Regions from separate parts of the Triticum aestivum genome. Here region 2 is linked to region 1. The links are chromatin contacts, called in public HiCAR-type maps. All regions are on one chromosome and are shown on one strand. Each heading gives the region's core, a stretch centred on a gene start, on an enhancer-like site or on the middle of the called end of the contact. The rest is flanking DNA. Distances are from core to core; before and after follow the strand shown.

What was found. HiCAR-type assays count read pairs that join an accessible place to other places.
Region 2: a HiCAR-type map of leaf shows a contact between it and region 1, with 5 times the contacts expected there. The contact joins the promoter of LOC123123175 here to the promoter of LOC123123174 in region 1. A contact is called at or near these places in 4 of 5 Hi-C or Micro-C datasets (leaf and an unstated tissue) and 1 of 1 datasets of contacts at active chromatin or transcription factors (leaf).

The regions. Positions count from the first base shown.
Region 1 is chr5D:497,826,908-497,830,156 of IWGSC CS RefSeq v2.1, forward strand. It overlaps LOC123123174, which reads right to left and starts at 1,457. Exons shown (of 2, transcript XM_044543640.1): 1 at 386-1,457. The coding sequence starts at 762.
Region 2 is chr5D:498,032,993-498,036,202 of IWGSC CS RefSeq v2.1, forward strand. It overlaps LOC123123175 (pentatricopeptide repeat-containing protein At2g02980, chloroplastic-like), which reads left to right and starts at 1,666. Exons shown (of 1, transcript XM_044543641.1): 1 at 1,666-3,210. The coding sequence starts at 1,775.

The DNA.
Region 1 (3,249 bases), core at 207-2,706:
TTCCAAGTTGCAGTACAATACTGGGTGACCTGTCCCCTCCCCGTATCAAGAAGCAGATTTCTAGGAGGAACAAAACAATGCAATGTGAGACATCATTGAAGATAGATTAAGGAAAGCAGACGCGCATCTGGCGCCGGGGAATGGTTTCATTCGCGCATGTCAACGCTCGCACAACGCGCAATATGATTTAATATCCCGGGAGGATCGGGTCTTTGGTGCACACCTTGGGTTACTAAAATCGGAGCATGCAAAACATTCGCCTAGTTAATTGCATACACGTCACAAGACAATAATTCATCCATCCTGGTGAATGGGCAACAGCAGCAAGACAAGCCAATTCAGTTGGAAAAGTTCATGGAGGGAGATGGTGGTGTGGTGTGTATACCTTGGCTCGAACTCCTTGACCTCGGTGAGATCCTTCCCCAGCAAATCAAGCCACTTCACATTGCCCTTGGGGGCGCAGGCGCCGTCCTCGCCGCAATTGGCCTTCTTGAGGTTGCTCTTGGGTAGTGGCATCGGCGGCGCCGTCTTCTCGCCGTCCTCGTGCTCCTTGTGGTCCTTGTCGTCTTCATCCTTGTCGGCCGCCGCCGGCGCGACGGCCTCAAACTTCTGGACCTGAGGCGGCTTGTCCTCGACCGGGCAGGGGGCCGCGGAGACGGCGTCGGCGGCGGCGGCGGGTGGTGGTGCATCTTTGGATTTGGGGAGGCACGGGATGTAGCAGAGGGGGGAGGCGCAGTAGGTCTCACAGTGCGAGAGCCTCATCAAAGTCGGGGAATTGGGGCAGCACACCGGGAGCGCGGCCGAATCGGAACCCCGGGCTCCAGGAGCGCGCCACGCCGATCAAATCTGAGCCCCGGCGCAGATCGAGGCCGCCGCCGCCGCCGGAACGCAGCCACCCGCCCGCCGCCACGGACCCCGCAAGCAGCAACCTTTGGCCGGACCTGGAGCAGCGGCGCCCACCGGCACACGGCAGGACTGGAGCGGATCAAGAACCGCCGCACGGCGCGAGGAGAGGAGGAGGAGGGAGGCGAATCTGCGGGGCGAGGAGGAGTAAGGGAGCGGCGGGGCGAGCAGGAGCAGATTGAATCTTGCACTAAAAGGGTTGCTCCCCGGGAGCGGGGACCAGAGAGAGGAGGGAGGACGCGAGGTGGGTCTCTCCCTCTCGGAGAAGCCCGAAGGAAAGCAAGGGAGAAGCAGATGAGGAATCCAGCCAGCCGATAAAGATGGTGGCAGCGGCAGCCTCTTCTTCTCCTCTTCTTCTATTTCTTCTTGCTACCCCACAGGGACGGGGGGATCAAATGCATCCAACTTGCAAGGCAACAGGCGCATGAGAGGGAGATAATTGCGGCATCTACGTGGATAAAAGAAGGGAATTCGGCACGGCGGGTGTGCGTGAATCGGCTGGAGCCAATGATGGATTACCGGAGGCTAGCGCATGCGGACGGAGGCGGACTGGTCTGTGGAGACGGGGGATTTATGGTGGCGCCTGCCTTTTTCCCTCTCCGGGAGAGGGATAATTGCCACCACACTGGAGTCGCTGTCCCAGGAAGACGGCTTCTTCGCCGGGTTTTATTTTAGAGTATTTTTTTTGTTGATGACAGCCACGCAATTGTCATTTCGTTTTCAACACTGTATGTATTTGATGATTACCGTCAAAAAATAATAATAATGTGCGCGTCTTTTGTATCCACAAAATTATGCTCGGAATCTTGAAGGTTATGTCTTCCAAGAGACGTACAATTATGCTCCCTTGTGCGCGCCCCCACACATTTGTCGAACATCGGGACTCCGTAGGTTATTATGTTTTGAATTTTGGAAATTCCAATTAGGGATCACAAATTTGCGACCGTTGGCCTGGGGCCCCTCGCGTGTTCACCGGGCGCACCTACGAAGATCGAAGGGTCATGGCAGATGTGAAGATTAGATATCTAAATGGTCCATTAGGGCCCTGCCACGTGCATCTTATGGAACATCAAATCTCCTTAGATTATGCTTGAGGGGGATGGGGGGTAAATCATGCAACCGTCGCCTAAAACCGCACGCGTGTTTCATGGCGCGGTGGCTATGAATATAGAAGATCACGACATCTATGAAGATCGAAAATGGTTCATTGGGACCCGCTCCATGTGCATCTCATGAAACACCGAATCTCTTTAGATTATGTTTGAAATCTCAGGGTGAAAAAAATCCAGTTAGGGGGTTTACACCTTGCAACTGGTCGCGCTAGAACCATTCGTGTGTTTCATGATGTGGTGGCTATGGATATTGGACCCACTTCACGCACGTCTCATGAAGCACTGAATCTCTTCATATTATGTTTGATATTATAGAAGAAGAAAAGACAATTAGCTATTACACGTTGGCGAGGAACAACCTCCCCCTCCCCCTCATGCTCCACATGTTCACACGATGACACAAGACGATCATGTTTCTCTCTCGAGCGTTACTAGACTTCCCCATTCTTCATGTTTCTGTTTTCCTCTTTTCCGTGAGCTTTGGAAAAACGTACAAGGAAGCGACTAAAGGCAACCCTGACAAGGTTTGGTGTCATGCTTTGATGGAGGCACAACGGAAAAAAGGTTGATGTCACGAGAGTGGCACCATCCCAGCAATGATGCACCGTTAGCATTGACCACTGCCACCTACGACAATGACTTACATGAGCCACCACTTAGTGCTTTGTCTGTTGTGGTCAGAGGCGACAAGAATCACGATAGTCGATAGATTAGAGAGTAGCGTGTCAAAGTGATGCCCTAAATAAGAGAGGCCTGAGGTCACTATATGTTGCGATGGCGTTGGTGGAGGAACAAAAGAGAATCAAAGCAGAGAGGACTAAGTACAACAACAACGGATACATGGTATGCTTGACACGTGGCGGATGTCAAATGTTTTGTGTATTAGGATATTGATTTTTTTTCATTGCATAGAAGCCAATCTCCATTTGTGCCCTTAAATTTTTTATTTTATACTACTTTTTGTAAAAAAAATCAATGTTAAAAAATGAACTTCTTGAAATGAGTCTAATCCCCTCACCTCCTACAATTCGCTCCTTCTCTTTCTCCACCTAATTACCATGTGTTTTCTCATGGGTTTTCCAACACAAATCCTTGCACCTACATCTTCTCTATCGCCTTCACCTCCACAACAGTAGCTAGCCTTTGAGCTGTCACCGTAGCCACATCAGCCAATGTGTCGTAGACTCCATTTATGTGATGATGATGAACCCCTCGTCTGCTTGGGGTCAATGAA
Region 2 (3,210 bases), core at 416-2,915, 210 kb after region 1:
TCACTCTCGCTACTCGTACGCTGCGGCATATGCACCGATCCATCCTGCCTTTGAAAAATGGCCGACTATCATTTGCCCTTCCTCCAAGAATATATTTCGTCCTCACCAACAACGGTTTATCCACATCCTTCACGACCGGCACTTGGATACTTAGCCATCCTCTACCCACCGCCTTCCCTAACCTCTCCTCCCACTCTACCAAAACCATAATCCTAGTCTATCAGATCATGCTCGATGGTTTACTATCTAACCCGAGGAGCCACTTAGCGGGAGTGGCCTCCGTAGAATTGGATGTTGGTTGCTCTTTGTTGCGGGATTTTGGCACAAACGACTCCGGGGATGATCACTTCCCACCCACGGGACCCTTTTCTCCACCAAGAACACCTACTATTCTCGGAAGATTATCACATCAATATTTGTAGAAAATTTAAGAGTGCCACAAGCAACTAAATGGAAGATTTAGGCAGCAAAAGAATCTACGCATAAAGCACTTATATAGTAGTAATAATAAAAGCTAACCCGAAGAGGAAAGTAGAGAAGTCTCCGAAGACACGCCTCATTGCCTTGCGCTTGGTGGATGGGTTGGGATTACAATGTAAACTCCACATCTTTGTTGGAGATCATTAAGGTTGTGGTGATAGGTTGTGATGAAGGTGAACGCCTCACCCCTCGTCGGTGCAGAGACATGAATGAGTGATAGCGGTGCTCAATAAGAGATAAGGATGGGAAGTGTGGTGCTAAGAAAACGTCATTTGGTGACAACTCGATTAGACAATAGAATCATAACTCAAACACATTTATATTGGACTCATAGTTTTCAAACTCATGTGGGAATACAAGTACTTACTACAAAAGTTCTTGTAAAAATTAAACACTAGTATTCCTTGATGTATACAAACTTTGTTTACGTGTGGTCTTTATTAGCACCTTGAAAACAAGATGAGCAGTATAACATAAAACTATATACATTTGCTCCATATATTATAAAACACAAAAAGTACGTAAAGTATGCCTTAAAACAAATACGAAAAATATGACTTTTCCTTTTCTTTCATAAAAAACTTACCCGAAAATGAAAGTAGAGAAGTCGTCGAAGGGGCGCCTCCTTGCCGTGCTCTTGGCGAATGGATTGGGATTACAAGGTAAACTCCACAACTTTTGTTGGAGATCGCCGAGGGCGTGGCTATGGGTTGAAGATGGAGGTGAACGCCTCACCCCTCGTCGGTGCAGAGACATAAATGAGCAAGAGAGCGAGAGTGTTGCTCAAGAAGAGATGACGATGGCCAAGTGTGGTGCTGACGAAACATCGTTTTGAGGGTGACAGCTGGAATAGACAGTGGAGTTGTCACTCAAATACATTTCTCTAGACTCATATTTTGAGTAGTAGAACTATTCACCATATAAAATATTGTACTAGAAAACAAGATATTGATATTTTTTTTTTATCAACACGGTCATCTTTTCATGTGGTCTTTATCAGCAACTAAAAAACAGAAAGAGTATTATAACACAAAACTATACACTTTTTTGTCAAAATATTATGGAACGCAACAAAATCCCGGAAAACGTTTGAAAACAAATAAATAGTGCACTTTTCTTTTACATTTAAATGGTCTCTGACACGTTTTTTTGTGTGTAGATGGTATCTGACACGTTGGGCCCACATGTAAGCCCAACCCGCAAAACATCCGACGCCGTGTAATCTTCTCCGGCCGATGAGGAGAGTGAGACGATCCACTCGCCGGCAGAGGATAGGCAGCATCGCACGACGGCCATGTCGTCCTCGCCTCTGACCGCCACGCCCACCCCTCTCCTTCCCGCCAAGTCCAAGAGCCCGCCGTCGCACCACCCGCTCCTCCCCCACCTCCCGCACTGCACGAGCCTCCGGGCGCTCGCCCAGCTCCACGCCGCCGCCGTCAAGTCCGGCCTGGGCGCGTACCCGGCCTTCGTCACCAGGCTCCTCACGCTCTGCACCGAGCTGGGCGCGGCCCCGGCGCACCTCGAGTACGCACGGCAGGTGTTCGACAGAATCCCCAGCCCCGGGGACGTCGTCTGGTACAACACGCTGCTGCGCGGGTACGCGCGCTCGGCCGACGGCGCCGCCCCGCACGCCGAGGCGACGCGGGTGTTCGTGCGGATGCTGGAGGAGGGCGTTGCGCCGGACACGTACACGTTCGTGTCGCTGCTCAAGGCGTGCGCGGCGGGGCGGGCCGGGGAGGAGGGCCGGCAGGCGCACGGCGTGGCCGTCAAGACAGGCGCCGCGGACCACGAGTACGTCCTGCCCACGCTGATCAACATGTACGCCGAGTGCGGGGACACGCGGTCGGCGCATGCCATGTTTGGCAGGGTGCCGGACGGGGACTGCGTGGTCTCGTACAATGCAATGATCACCGCCGCTGTGAGGAGCAGCCGGCCCGGGGACGCGCTGGTGCTGTTCCGGGAGATGCAGGCCAAGGGGCTCAAGCCGACGCCCGTGACGTTGACCAGCGTGCTCTCGGCGTGCGCACTACTGGGAGCATTGGAGCTGGGGAGGTGGATCCACGAGTATGTCAGGAAGGCAGGGCTTGACTCCCTCGTGAAGGTCAACACTGCGCTGATCGACATGTATGGGAAGTGCGGGAGCTTGGAGGATGCCATCGGTGTGTTCCAGGGTATGGAATCAATAGACAGGCAAGCATGGTCCGTGATGATCGTGGCGTATGCTAACCACAGCTACGGCAGGGAGGCCATTTCGCTGTTCGAAGAGATGAAGAAGCAAGGGATAAAGCCGGATGCTGTTACATTCCTGGGCCTGCTCTATGCCTGTAGCCATTCTGGCATGGTGAGCGAAGGGCTACAATACTTCGACAGCATGAGGGAGTATGGTATCGTTCCTGGGATAAAGCACTACGGTTGCGTGACTGATTTGCTAGCCCGATCAGGTCAGCTTGAAAAGGCTTACAAGTTCATTGATGAGCTACCAATAAAGCCCACCGCCATCTTATGGAGGACGTTGCTTTCTGCCTGTGGAAGCCATGGAGCTGTTGATCTTGGAAAACGTGTCTTTGAGAGGATTCTTGAGCTGGATGATACTCATGGTGGTGACTATGTAATATACTCGAACTTGTGCGCCAACACTGGGGAATGGGAAGAAATGAACAGGGTAAGGAAGCTGATGAATGAAAAGGGGGTGGTAAAGGTGCCTGGCTGTAGCTCAATTGAGATAGATAA